5 separate regions of the Mus musculus genome follow, and all the other regions are linked to region 1. Evidence: chromatin contacts called from public promoter capture Hi-C data. All regions are on one chromosome and are shown on one strand. The core of a region is the stretch at or near the end of the contact, and the rest is flanking DNA. Distances in the headings are between cores, read along the strand shown. Region 1 holds the start of Tomm22 (translocase of outer mitochondrial membrane 22). Region 2 holds the start of Xpnpep3 (X-prolyl aminopeptidase 3, mitochondrial). Region 3 holds the start of Rbx1 (ring-box 1). Region 4 holds the start of Fam83f (family with sequence similarity 83, member F). Region 5 holds the start of Tnrc6b (trinucleotide repeat containing 6b).

What was found. Promoter capture Hi-C pulls out the DNA fragments that hold promoters and counts their contacts. Capture Hi-C pulls out chosen DNA fragments and counts their contacts.
Region 2: a promoter capture Hi-C map of adipose tissue shows a contact between it and region 1, with 4 times the contacts expected there. The contact joins the promoter of Xpnpep3 here to the promoter of Tomm22 in region 1. A contact is called at or near these places in 5 of 39 promoter capture datasets (erythroid cells, hippocampal neurons, liver and 1 more), 3 of 115 datasets of contacts at active chromatin or transcription factors (astrocytes, pancreatic cancer cells and thymic regulatory T cells) and 2 of 9 other capture datasets (adipose tissue and liver).
Region 3: a contact with region 1 is called in a promoter capture Hi-C map of liver, with 2.7 times the contacts expected there. The contact joins the promoter of Rbx1 here to the promoter of Tomm22 in region 1. A contact is called at or near these places in 2 of 39 promoter capture datasets (liver and pre-B cells) and 1 of 115 datasets of contacts at active chromatin or transcription factors (astrocytes).
Region 4: a contact with region 1 is called in a promoter capture Hi-C map of liver, with 2.7 times the contacts expected there. The contact joins the promoter of Fam83f here to the promoter of Tomm22 in region 1. A contact is called at or near these places in 2 of 39 promoter capture datasets (both in liver).
Region 5: a contact with region 1 is called in a promoter capture Hi-C map of liver, with 4 times the contacts expected there. The contact joins the promoter of Tnrc6b here to the promoter of Tomm22 in region 1. A contact is called at or near these places in 6 of 39 promoter capture datasets (the 3T3-L1 cell line, 3T3-L1-derived adipocytes, hippocampal neurons and 2 more) and 2 of 115 datasets of contacts at active chromatin or transcription factors (large pre-B cells and pancreatic cancer cells).

The regions. Positions count from the first base shown.
Region 1 is chr15:79,669,504-79,672,203 of GRCm38.p6, forward strand. Tomm22 (translocase of outer mitochondrial membrane 22) reads left to right here and starts at 1,365. Exons shown (of 4, transcript NM_172609.3): 1 at 1,365-1,505; 2 at 1,670-1,788; 3 at 2,394-2,511. The coding sequence starts at 1,389.
Region 2 is chr15:81,398,732-81,401,431 of GRCm38.p6, forward strand. It overlaps Xpnpep3 (X-prolyl aminopeptidase 3, mitochondrial), which reads left to right and starts at 1,407. Exons shown (of 10, transcript NM_001347075.1): 1 at 1,407-1,556. The coding sequence starts at 1,493. St13 (suppression of tumorigenicity 13) reads right to left here and starts at 963. Exons shown (of 12, transcript NM_133726.2): 1 at 754-963. The coding sequence starts at 863.
Region 3 is chr15:81,465,050-81,467,749 of GRCm38.p6, forward strand. It overlaps Rbx1 (ring-box 1), which reads left to right and starts at 1,267. Exons shown (of 5, transcript NM_019712.3): 1 at 1,267-1,401. The coding sequence starts at 1,324.
Region 4 is chr15:80,670,428-80,673,127 of GRCm38.p6, forward strand. It overlaps Fam83f (family with sequence similarity 83, member F), which reads left to right and starts at 1,420. Exons shown (of 5, transcript NM_145986.2): 1 at 1,420-1,960. The coding sequence starts at 1,490.
Region 5 is chr15:80,709,925-80,712,624 of GRCm38.p6, forward strand. Tnrc6b (trinucleotide repeat containing 6b) reads left to right here and starts at 1,389. Exons shown (of 25, transcript NM_144812.3): 1 at 1,389-1,564.

The sequences.
Region 1 (2,700 bases), core at 115-2,614:
TAAACTTACGTATAAGCCGAGCACGATGTTGCATGAGTTTAATCCCAGCACTTTGGAGGGAGAGGCAGGTGAATTTCTGTGCGTTGAATGTTTTCATAGAGAGTTCCAGGACAGCCAAGCCTGGAACTTAAAAAAAAAAAAAGTAATAATAATAGATCATGTTTGTGGCTCAGTTGGTAGAATAAAGGCCTGGTTTTGATTCCTGTGTGGTGACACACCTGTGGCCTTAGTTCGAGGTGGAGGCAGGAGGATCAGAAACTCAAGGTCATCCACAAAATGAGTTCAAGGCTAGCCTGGGCTACATGAAACCGTGCTTTTAATGTGTGTGTGGGCCCAGGGGTGGGGGGGAATGAAATGAATAAGTGGTTTAAAGATGCTTGCTGCTGCAGGGTGTGGTGGCCCACGCCTTTAATCCTAGCACTCGGGAGGCAGCGGCAGGCAGATTTCTGAGTTTGAGGCCAGTCTGGTCTACAAAGGACAGCCAGGGCTACACAGAGAAACCCTGTCTTGAAAAAAAAACCCAAAAAAATGCTTGCTGCTGAGTGTGAATTTGATCCCCAGGCCCCACGTGGTGGAAGAAAAGTGTTGTGAATATTCACCAGAGAAGACCGAGTAGACATGGGCTTTAAGCCATAGAAAATCTTTATTAGCCAGTGTTTAGGATCTCAGTATAGCCTAGCAAGCCTTTCTCAGAGTGAGCTTTTAAGCACACACTCGCACATACACACACACAACAAAAAACACGGAGTCAGTTGTGCTAAGGTCTGGGGCCCTGTTACAGAGAGGATCAACTGCAAGTGTCCTCTGACCTCCATAAGTACACATATTGCTCACTTGTGGTGGTGCACGCCTTTAATCCCCGTACTCGGGAGGCAGTAGCAAGTGGATCTCTGAGTCTACAGAGAGTTCCAGGACAGCCCAGGGCTATACAGAGAAACCTGGTCTCAAAAATTAAGCCGGGCGTGGTGGCGCAGGCCTTTAATCCCAGCACTCGGGAGGCAGAGGCAGTCGGATTTCTGAGTTCAAGGCCAGCCTGGTCTACAGAGTGAGTTCCAGGACAGCCAGGGCTACACAGAGAAACCCTGTCTCGAAAAACCAAAAAAAAAAAAAAAAAAAAATTAAATAAACAAAAACCAGATCTCTCTAAAATATGCAGTTTCGGAGCCAAGCCCAGACCCAACGGCACAGAATAGCTGAGAAGCACCCGCATCTCTCCCTGAACATACTCTTACAGTCAGTTGAAATTAAGAGGCTGGCGACACCAAGGGGGCGAGCTGGAGGAGACGCCAACGCTTTCTCTCTAGCCAGCCCGGCTCGCTTCCGGAAGACGCTCTGTCCAGGGGTGGGCCGCTTCGCCTGCTCTCTTCCGCTTCCGGTGTCCTACAGCCATGGCCGCCGCCGTCGCTGCAGCCGGCGCTGGGGAGCCTCTGTCCCCCGAGGAATTACTCCCGAAAGCCGAGGCAGAGAAAGCCGAGGAGGAGCTGGAAGAAGACGACGACGACGAGGTGCTAGGGCTGGCGGGGAGCGGGGCGAGGGCGGGCGGTTGGGGCGTGGACGCCGCGAGCCGAGAGGGCGGCTTCTCCGCGCGGCACGGAAGGGCCAGGCCCGGGGCTCGGCGGTTGCGGTGCTGCTGCCGCTTCACCGACGACCCACGCCTCCTCCACCACAGCTAGACGAGACCCTGTCGGAGAGACTCTGGGGTCTGACGGAGATGTTTCCCGAGAGGGTCCGGTCAGCCGCCGGAGCCACCTTTGACCTCTCGCTCTTCGTGGCTCAGAAGATGTACAGGTAAAAGGGCCGACGGAGAGCCACCGGGAGCGGGCATGGACGGGTGACGGGTGCTGTCAAAGGACAGCGGGCCTCGGGAGTCGCAGAGCAGAGTTTGAGTGACCTTGGATTCATTGTCATACCCCGAGTGTGGTTGGTCTTCTGCAGAAGGGAGTTCTTTTTTTTTTTTTAAAGATTTATTTATTTATTTATTATATGTAAGTACATTGTAGCTGTCTTCAGACACTCCAGAAGAGGGGGTCAGATCTTGTTACGGATGGTTGTGAGCCACCATGTGGTTGCTGGGATTTGAACTCTGCACCTTCGGAAGAGCAGTCGGGTGCTCTAACCCACTGAGCCATCTCACCAGCCCCAGAAGGGAGTTCTTAACCTGGCGGGGTCGTTATGAGACTAAGGTTACGTATATACGAGGCTTATAAGAATGCACTGTATCGCTAGGTAATTACTGCTCCTCTTGCCTCTGCCAGGACTCTGGGGGCAAGGAATTGGTAGGGTACGCTTTTAGAAGATCGAGGGCGGTACTGCACGTCCTGTTCCAGGTTCGGTCCTAGCCGGAGTGCCGGCTTTCCTTTTCATGACGCCTCATCCACTCTTTCCCTCTGCAGATTTTCCAGGGCAGCTTTGTGGATTGGGACCACTTCCTTCATGATCCTGGTTCTTCCCGTTGTCTTTGAGACAGAAAAGTTGCAGATGGAGCAACAGCAGCAACTGCAGCAACGGCAGGTGAGCACATGTTCTTCTTGGCGGTGGGCCAACCGCAGAGCCCCAGGAGATTGGCACTTAACCCCAAGTGGGAGCAGGTCCCTGTACTTTCAGGTACTTGGCAGTGTAGAATTTGCCTGCCCCTCATGTGTGACAGAAGGGACCGACGACTGGAACTATGCAGTATCTTAACAGTCTTTTTTTTTTTTT
Region 2 (2,700 bases), core at 157-2,656, 1.7 Mb after region 1:
TCCCTCCCCTTGGCAGCTGTAGAGATTTAGTTTGTTTGTACTGTTGCGTTTTTCACCCTCAAATTCTAATGGTGCCTAAGCTTTCTTCTAATTCTGTCTTTAAAATCTTTTATCAACGAGACTAAAACAACAAAAAGGAGAAACCAATTCCCCAGTAATACTGTTTCCCAGCAGCTGGCACAACAATCATAGTACGCAGGCGAAATACTCTCCAGTTAGTCCTGCAAGCACACTGGTCTTTGAAGGAAAAAAAAAAATTCCTAAAGTAGCTGAAGTGACAGCGCTACAACTAACGTGGGTATAAATAATTCCCAACAAAATTCCATGCAATTAAAATCGTTGTAAGGCCAAGTACAGATAACTGAAGTTATAGAATAAATAAGTTACCACTATTAATATTTTAAACGACACATGGGTCAATGCGACTTAAACAAGACGCCAGGTTCAAGAAAAACAATCCCTTAGTAAAAGCTTTGTCTTCGTTCGCGCATTATTTCCACTGCTCAAATATTCACAACCCAAACACACCCCCATAAAGACTTAACTGCGGGGGGTGGGGGGGAACCAACTCTAACCTCTGCTTTTCCACCCCTAAGTTGCCCAACGCTCCAGATCCCTCCGAGAACCTCTCGAAGCCACTAAGAGCCACGAAGGGGCCTAGAACCGCTCCCCTCCTCCCTACGCCAGCTCGGGGCCCACTCCCCAACCCCCAACTTTCCGTCCCCAACGGTCCACGGGGCCCAGGGCTCTCACCTCTCCACCCACTCCCTCAGGAAGCGCATTTCCTCGGTGTGCAGGACGCTCGGGTCCTGCCTACACATCTTCACGAAGGCCCGAAGCTCGCTCACTTTGCGGGGATCCATGGTGGGAGGCTGGAAGCTGAAGGCGGTGGGCGGCTGCGGAGGCACGATGCCAGGCCCGGGAGCGGCTCAACGTGACCAAGTGGAAGGGGGCGGCTGCCGCGAGGCAGAACAGACTAGAACCTCCCCGGCCGCTGGCTCCTCCCCCCCAACGGCCTCGTGACCCCGGGCCTTCGCTCGCTCATTCCCACTCCTACCTCTGGACCTGTGCTCCGCCTAGAACCTTCTAGAAGTGTAGCTGCCCGTGACAATGCCTGCTTCGATCGGCGAACAGTCTCACTCGGATTCTTTCCTCTGACCTAATTCCCCGGGATGGATGAAGGACCTTGTGTCTGTGCGCTTTCAAGCGGGACATAGGGAGACATTTGGAATAAGATATTTCTTCTGTGAAGATGGGCATTAAGCAGAACGAGACGCCGCATGGAGGAGGGGGGAAAATAAATAAATGCCCGTGGGGCCGGCGCGCCCAAAACCTAGCCGAGTGACGTCACTGCTCTGCGCCGCCCCGGGAAGAAAGCCCGCGAGCCGCGCCTGCCGGAAGGGGCCGAGCAGTTGACTGGTTTCCTGGCGACGCGGCTGTGCTAGTGGCTTTCCCCAGAGTTTGTACTTTTCCTGACCAGTGGTTACAGGCCATGCCGTCTCTGCTCTCAACCCCCAAGCTGGCTCCCGTTCTAGCAAGGCTCCGCGGCCTCTCAGGTTAGAGTCTTTCCTGCCGGCGTCCCCTTCAGGTTCTTCCTTTGGAGAAAGCCTAAAGCAGCCCAAAGAGCTACAAGTTGATGATCCGTGGTTCTTCACCAATCGGCACCTGATCCCCCCTCACCACCCACGGATTTTTCTTTTGATCGATTGCTCTGGGAAAGAGTGGGCTTTAGGTTCTGTTATTCTGGGAAAGCTGGAGTGACTGAAGAGGAGGGAACTCCAAGGGATTGTCTTCAAAGTTACTCGAATTCTAAATTGGTAGCTTTTATCATCACACTTGACTAAATTGTTTAATGTCAAGTAGCGTGTGTGTGTGTGTTAGGTCAGGGTAAATCTTTCGCCTTTTCATAGGTTTCATCGGAGAGCTAGCTCAAAAGATAGAGCCGGGCTGTGGTGGCGCACGCCTTTAATCCCAGCACTTGGGAGGCAGAGGCAGGCGGATTTCTGAGTTCGAGGCCAGCCTGATCCAAATACAGAGTGAGTTCCAGGACAGCCAGGACTATACAGAGAAACCCTGTCTCGAAAAGAGAGAGAGAGAGAGAGAGAGAGAGAGAAAGAGAGAGAAGAAACACGTCTAGAAACAAATGCTTTGTGCAATTCAGTTTGTAAAGAACTAAGCGAGGGACGTGCCTAAGTCTTACATAAACAGTCAAGGTGATAGAGCACGGAGAATGTGAACCCTCCGTGTACAATATGGTGAGCAATTAACCTAACATAAAATTTTATACTGGAGAGTGAGTCACCTACTTTGTAAGGAGACCTAATGTTGGATTATACTTCAGACGAGGTGTGCAAAATCTGAACCAGAAAATAGGGTATTTGACATTAAAATTGATCTTGATATTTGCATGTGATACTTGGATTCGCTATTTAAAACTGCACCATTGCACGGAGCCTATTCTGTAATCCTGGTAGTTAAGATGTGCCTTTAACGGAAATGAATGAAAATGTGGCAGGCCACAGACTGTGACTAGACTAGAACCAGCTTTTTGTTTCGGATCGTTGACTTTCTTGTAGCTTCGTGTAAATCCTGACTTGATCCAGCTTTAGGACTAAAACACATTAAAAAAATCTAGTAAATATATTATAGTTTGTTTCTGAGGAAAAGTAAGTTCAGCATCTTGTTATATTACCACTAAAT
Region 3 (2,700 bases), core at 17-2,516, 1.8 Mb after region 1:
TAGTGTGGGAGGTAGAACTTGGGCAGACACACACACACCTTGCAGGGCTCTCACAAGTCTCTGTGCAAGTTAAAACTGTGGTGGTATTCAGGATGTATTGCCCTGCTTAGCAAGTGCATCAATGACACACCGCATTACACACCAGCAAGTATTTCTTTTAACAGAACATTTCAGGACAGGCAGTGGTGGCGCATGCCTTTAATCCCAGCACTTGGGAAGCAGAAGCAGGCAGATTTCTGAGTTCGAAGCCGGCCTAGGTCCAGTCCTGAGTTCCAGGACAGCCAGGGCTACACAGAGAAAAACCCTTTCTGGGGGGGGGGAGGGGCACATTTCCGGTAAAACCCTTTTTGTTGTACTGTTGAGGGAACTAGAACACACAGGAAATTCAAGGGTGATGTATTCTAGTCATAACTCCGCAAATTTAGGAGACAAAACAGCGGAGGGCTGGACTAATCATGGAAGCTTACAAAACGTATGTGTTCTGTAGCTCGATGGTAATGACCGGTAAGAAAATCAGAATGCCTCACCAGAACTCAAGTTCAGCCACTACAAATGTACTAATTTAATCGTAGCACAGTAGCAAAACTCGATAGGAAATGAGGAGAAAGGAGGACCATTTAGAACTGGCTGGTTATGGGATTTACTATGGCATCCCCATCACCTTTCCTGTGAGAAGATAAAGGCAAAGTTGCAGAATGCCTGCTCTGTTTGCTCCTGGGCCTCTTCTCTCCCTATCAAATAATTTCCCAATCTGAAATTGATAACGCAGACGGTGACCAGGCCTTGGTAAGCCGGGCCACAGGCCTCCAGAGAGACACCGCCTGGCTCCGAAGCCGACCACGGTCAGCAGAAGGCCGGTTTGGAGTTTCGGGTTTCCAAAGACCAGCCCATGCCCTTTGCAACCACGGACTCGGGGGCAGCTCTGTGGATCTGGACCAGGGCTTAAGTCCTGGGGCAGAAGAAGGAAGCAGCCGCCGCCCCAAATGAAGGAGTCAGACCACAGGGCTTCCCAGAATGCGAGAAGCATCGAGACCTCACGGACGTTCCCACCGGTTGGCTCCCTTCTCTCGGCCCCGCCCGGCCCCGCCCGGCCCCGCCTCAATCACTCCAGCCTCCTCCCCAGCTGAGAGAGATGGGGAGGAGGGGGGCGGGAAACCTCCGCCTGCGCCTTTAAGGGGCGTGACCGCAGGCTCCGCCCCTTCTCCACGCTCGCGCCAATGAGGGGAGGGGTGCGGGAGGAGGCGCCTGGTGTGCGGGGCAGGCGGCGGAAAGTGAGCCGGTGCGCAGGCGCAGTGGTCACACGACAGACTGTGTGTTTCCAAAATGGCGGCGGCGATGGATGTGGATACCCCCAGCGGCACCAACAGCGGCGCGGGCAAGAAGCGCTTTGAAGTTAAAAAGGTTGGGCTCGCCAGCGCCTTCCTCAAGGAAGCTAGGGAGGCGCGGATATGGCTGGCAGGCCCGAGGAAGAGCTAGGCGCGGGGGAAAGGGCTTCATTTCAGGGCGTTCCTGGGACCGGGCACCAAGAACGGAAGCCGGGGGGCGGGCCTAGGGTTGATCGGCATGCTGGTGGCCCAGTGTCTGGGGCCCTATTAGTCTTGCTGGGGAAGCTGTGGGGCCAATCGCAGAGCTGCTTACTGAAATACGCGAGGTTGACTTCGATGCGGGAGCCAAGCGCTTGAGCTGTCACTGAAGTGACTGAGAGGTGGGGGAAGGACAGGGTGGGGTGGGTGGGATGCAGACTCGTGAAGAGACTGCGGCGGGTGGAGGATGGGGCCGTGCGGAGAACCCCGGGAACGTGAGATGACAGCGCAGAGGGGCTCTGCCGGTGTTCTTGCTCCGCCCCTTCCTGGATCCTAGAATCTATTGACTCCGAGGGACCTGGCGTGGGCCCTCGATTGTATGGCGGCCTCCATTGGCCTCTAAACCCACAGTCAAGTGTAAAGCTTGGTTCTAACGAGATGGCTACTAGTTGTCACATAGCATCTGCCACTCCAGTGGTTCTCTGATGTCCCTGTACACTTCTAACACAAAATGATAATTTAAAAGCCTGGTGGGCTTTGTTTTAAAAGCAAGCCCAGAACTTGTGCCATTTAAGAAGGTGGAGTACTAATTGCTAATGACCTGAGAACAGAAAAACAAAAATATGAAACGTCCTTTTGTATGCCGTTCCCCTTCATAGTTTGCTAGTCCTTTAAAAGTGTTGATTCCTACCTAAGATTACACAGATCTGTTAAAAATGAAGATCTTGAAGAGGGCAAGGTGTTTTCTTTTTATGGATTATTTTTGGAACGTGTCGCTGAGAATATCCCTCACCCCACCCCCTTTTTGTGTCATCTCATTGTGGCCACTGCTGCTCAGTTACAGCCTGCAGCCATTATGAAAAATAAAAATGTAATGTAGAATTTACTAAACTCTTATGCTTGAATTTGGAAAGTCAAACCAAAGTAGTCCTTGAAAAGGGTGCCTTGTCTAACATAAGAAGTCTTAGGTCGACTTACTGGAGCTAACAAAGTAATTGTTTGGATATATGAACGTTGAGAACATCAGTTTACTTGGTAAGAGGAAAAGAAAATCGCAGTGGATTCTACTTTGCTTGCAGTGCTCTTTTAAGGTTTAAGTGATGACCTCGTTCTGTGTACTGAAACTGGGTAGGTAACTTGCTATCCAGCTTATCCTGTGATTATCCACTTAGTGGTC
Region 4 (2,700 bases), core at 170-2,669, 1.0 Mb after region 1:
GGAGGGAGGGGGAGAGAGAGAGAGAGAGAGAGAGAAGGAAGGAGTGAGAGAGAGAGAGAGAGAGAGAGAGAGAAGGAAGGAGTGAGAGAGAAGGAGTGAGAGAGAGAGAGAGAAGGAAGGAGTGAGAGAGAGATAGAAGGAAGGAGAGAGAGAGAGGGAGAGAGAGAGAGAGAGAGATGCCTATTGACTCCTTCATACACACCCCTAATAACCCCAATAACCTCTGTTTCTTTATAAGAACAAGCAAAGGAGGCCACATGTTGGGAAAGGACCTCCCTCACCGCAGAGAGCATAGCAGTTCCTTTGCTTAGCCGCTCCTTTCTCGGGAGATATAGAAAAGCATTTATTTCTAGGCCTCAATTTCCTCGTTTGTGAAATGAGGGGGTTGGACTCATTTCTAAAGCTCCTTCCAGCTCCAAGTCGCTGTGCTACAAAATGAGAGAAATGTGAACCTTTGGTTGCTATGATCTGAAAATATTTTGAATGTGGAGAATCAAAATTGTACAGCAGCACACGAACAAAATAATATGTTAATGACTAAGAAGATTGTATTTAATCCAATGGGAAACAGCAGATCCTCTGGTGGTGATGGTGGTGGTGTGCACGCGCGTGTCTGTGCTCAGCTTCCTTCCTTGGGCTCAAACATGTATTTTGAATCGCTAATATAGTAATCAGGCCTCTGGCAGCCTATCAGGCCCAAACACACGCACACACCACTTCAAATTAAAATGAGGGGCAAATCCACTGCCTCCTGCTTACATCTTTGCTATTTGGGTGATTCTTTTAGGAGAAAAAAATTTTGTAGTGACGGTGTTGGTGTTGAATTGACAGCCCCTGGAGGCCTCTGATCTCAGAACTGGGACGCGTGGGCGGGAGAACTAGGGATTTCATTAGCATCTTTGCTTTCCCACACAGACTGCCCCCTACACAGTCCGACGATCTAGCCCAACAGCACACACACTTGGACCCTGAAGGCCGGAGTGGGTCAGGATGCTACTAAATTCCGCAGGCGTCCGGACTAGAACACGTGCTCTGGGCCCTGCCTGCGGGAAGATGAGGCTGTACCCGCGGGGCTGAGTCCCGAGGGTGCTGGAGGCGTAAAGGGGTCAGGTCGCCGACCTTCCCTGCACTGATGGGTCGCAGCTGGGAGGCGGGCGTGACTCAAAGGCCGCACGTGCCTCTGACCACAGCCGGGCTTTCACTTCCACGCCGACACTCTGCACCCCAGCCGGGCTAAGTAGGCCAGAGACGCAGGGCGTCGGCTGAGCCGCCCGTGAGGTCCCCGCAAGCCCTGCAGAGGCGGCGGTCCCTCTCCGCCCGACGGCCGCGCCCGCACCGGGGCCCGCGCCGATTGGCCGACTGGCGATCGCTGGGCGGGCCGAGGCGGACCTCGCGGCCAGGTGAGGCGCCCCGCCCCTCGAGCGCTCCAGGTGCGGCGGTGGGGACAGCAGGGTCCGAGCCTGGGGCCCCGGGACAGGGCTGGGGCGCCATGGCCGAGTCCCAACTGAGCTGCCTGGACGAGGCGCACGTGAACGAGAGGGTGACCGAGGCACATGCAGCTTTCTACTACTGCGAGAGGCGGCGGGCCGCGCTGGAGGCGCTGCTGGGTGGAGGCGAGCAGGCCTACCGCGAACTGGTCAAGAAGGAGCGGCTGCGGGACTTCCTCTCCAGCCAGGAGCGCCAGGCCCTCTGCGCCGCCTGGAGCCCCTACGAGGAGGCAGTCTCCAGCACCCGTGCCAAGGCTAAGGCCAAGGCCAAGGTCCCGGCCCAGCCCACTGAGTCCCTGGCCTACTGGCCAGACCGCTCGGACACCGAAGTGCCCCCACTGGACCTGGGGTGGACAGACACCAACTTCTACCGCGGTGTGAGCCGAGTCACGCTCTTCACCCACCCGCCCAAAGAAGAGAAGGCACCGCACCTGAAGCAGGTGGTCAGGCAGATGATCCAGCAGGCCCAGAAGGTAGGCCTCGGGCCCCAGTCCTGCACCAGAGGGACCCCCCACACACACACACACTCCCCTGCCTGGTCTCACTTGCGGGCCACTCTCACCATCCTCTGGGAAATGGACCCCCGCTGGCGCTCACCTTGTGCAGCTGTGATGAGACCTTTTGAAAGATGGATGTGTAAGTTCGTGGCAAAGCACTGGTTTTTCTTACTACAGTGTCTAGGTGCGCTAGCCTTGTGTTGGTATACCTCTGTCACCATCCATCTTCCTTGGGCAGTGTGACAGTTGTGAGGCCCTGTGCTAAACTAGCCACTCAAAGGGCTTGATCATGAACTATCACCAGGGATTTATTTACAAGGCGTATCCTCGGCCGTTTCCCTATTTGATCTTCACAATCGCATGAAGTTGGTAATAGCCTCCCTTCCCCTCTGGGCCAGATGAGCTTTTCTTAGGAGCCTTTCTCCCCCAAACAACCCGACTTTCCCATTATCATCCTCTCCTGGGCTTGGCACTAGAGCCCAAGCAGGCTCAAATGAATGAGGAACGCTATTTTAAGCTCTAGCAGTGGCTTGGCCCAGTGTTGGGTGCTCCCACAAAGCACTGGACCAAGCTCAGGAAGAGGCTCCTACTTTGCCCATCTGCTCTGCTTGGGTGTTGAGAGATGTTTCCAAGGAGCCTGGTTAGAATACCAGTTGGACAGCTGGCTGTGGGGTAGGTGAAAGACTAATCTTTTCCTCTGTGCCCTTGGGTACTTG
Region 5 (2,700 bases), core at 139-2,638, 1.0 Mb after region 1:
CAGCGGCTCTGGAAGCTTTCCTGGAGGCAGAGGACTGTTCCATTTGCATGCAATCAATTATTTCTAAAGGGATGGATTCTTTATCTCACTCTAGACTTAATTTCTCCTAATTTCGAATTCTTTATTCTTTCAAAGGAACAAGCTAAAGATGGTCAGAGGTGTGTATGAGTGTTGCTTGGGCACATAAGTATGGTAAAAAAATGACCATTTACAAAGACAAAGAAACAGAATATAGATTTTATACGTGCTTCTTGTCAGGAAAAATATACTGTTTAACTTAGAACAGGGAAGAATGGTGCCTAGGAGGATATGATGACAATCTTTCTAAAGTTAGTCTCCAATAATGTTAATGACAAGGTTTCTAATTGCCAGAAACTGAGTAATTTAGGTTCTGAAGGAAACAGTTTTAAGATACTGGGTTGACGGACGGATACTATTCAGAGATACTAAGGCATGTATAGAAACGAGTCAGACAGGCCTAGAAACCACCTTATGTCCCAAAACTTCTTTCTAAATGGGTGACCTTGGATAAGTCTCTTAACCTCTTTTGGCTTTGCTTCCTGTAAAATTACTGTTTAATCAGAATAGTTTCTGTAAAGAATTGGGGACCGTATTTGGAATAAAATACAATAAATGATAGTAGTTATCACTGTCAACTTTCAATGACTAAAGATGCCCCGCTCCTCAGCCAAAACGTAGTGTGGAGAATCCGGATCTGACGGACAACACGGAAGTGCCCAATAAGAGGCCGGGGTAGGGGGGTGGGGGAAACAGTGGAATCAAACCAATGGCATGGGCCCTTGTTGTTGGCCGCTTTCTGGCTGATCCACCAATAGCTTAAGGATGTGACTTGGGAGCGACACCCTGACAGTCCAATGACGCACAACCAACCCACACTCAGCAATTCGGAGGGGATAAATCAAGGAGCCTGCACGTATAGATTCCGTTATTAGTGCAGTCTCGAATGGTGAAAGGAGCTTGGGGGAAACAGCCCCTGAGAGAGGCATTAGTGAGCTAAAAAAGGGGGAAGAGATGACTGCGCTAGGTGATCTCGGCCGCCATCATGCTCTAGTTTCCCCTTCGTCTCTCTGGGTCCGCGACCGAGGAAGCGGCCTCTGGGATGCTGAGGGGGTGTGTCCCCTCATGATTGGCGCAGGCCGCTCAGCCAATCCCAGCTCGGCAAACGGGAAGCACTTAGCCAATGAGGGGAGACGGCAGCGGCGAGGACTTAAGGGAGGAGGACCAGCGGCTTGACGGGCACGAAAGCTAACCAGTGAAAGCTAGAGGCATCCTGCCTGCGGCCAATGGAGTGGGGCTGTGGGCGGGCGCCAGAGTGTTTGTGTTGTGGTTTTGGGGGAGGGAGGCGGAGGGGAAAGTTTGTTTATTTTGTTTTTAGTTTCTGGGGTCCCCGAGCTTCGGCAAGGTGAAGCGAGCGACCGTGACCCCCCTCGCCTCTCAGCCTCCCCGCGACGACGCCTCCACAGCTTGCGGAGGAGCGGAGACCGCGGTCACCGCTGGGCTCCACAGCGGAACGCCGCGCACTCGGAGCCGGCGCGGCTCAGCGGTGAGTGAGGATCGTGGGCCGCGCGGGCCTGCTCCTTTCTCGGGAGCCGCCAGGCGGAGCGGAGCGGGGCGACCCAGGGTGGGCGACTGAGGACGCCCTCGGGGGCGCGCGGCACGGCCCGCTGAGGTGCAGCGTGTGCGTGTCCTCGCGCGCGCGCGCGCGCGACGGGAGCGAGCCGGGCGGGAGGGGCGGGTTGGGGGGGGCGGGTGGAGAGAGCGCGCGCGACCCGAGTGGGCCGCGGCGGGCCGGGGCGCTTGCCCGGGGCGCGCTGTGGGATCGCAATGTGCAGACGTGAGGCGGGGGAGGGGTGTGTGAGGGACGCGCGGTCACGTCGGTCGCGAGGGCCTTGGTGTCCCCAAGTATTGGGGCCGGGACAGACCGGCGTCACGCGCCTGCAGGTGTGAGCGGAGGAAAGGGCTTCCGGGTGGGCCGGTGGCTGTCCGAGCGCTTCGTGTCGCCTAGGGCCCTCTGAGCTGCAAATGCCAGGCGGTGGGGCGCGAGCATCCGGTGTCCCCGCGCGGCGGGCGTGCAGGCTTATGTGCTGGACCCCGATAGCGAGGTTCCACGGGCATCCCGCGAGAGCTGCGTGCGGTCGGGGGTGGGGTGCTGTGGCGAGGCGATGCTCACTTTGGATGAGGAAACAGACGAGGGGCGAGGGGCGGAGGGATGACAGATTTGGAAAGAGCCTTGGGAAGGGTTTGCTACCTAATGCTGGTAAGGTGCCCTTTAATTCCAAACTAACGGATTTGTTAGTCCATGATGGCTAAATAAATATCTGGTCCAGTGAAATTCACTACAGTGGCTATCACGACACCCAAGAACAGCAGCCGTCTCATCCATCCTTAGTCTTGGACGCAGGTCACCCGTCTGAGACTTTGAGCTTCAAGCTTTCTCCTGTGTCTTTGGGCTGCTTGGATTCTGAATAAAGAGTACCAACCAAGACTCCGTGAATAAAAACATCATTTGTACCTCCTTCACAGTTAAACATAGCAGTAAGCTGTACAAAAATCACACATCCTAGCCTTTTGTGAAATGTTTCTCTTCGCTTGTGGGAGATTTCAGTTCTTGACTTTAAAACTATGTGTTCGCCGTGGGTTTTGAACGCTCCTTAAAGAGCAGAGCATGGAGACACTTGT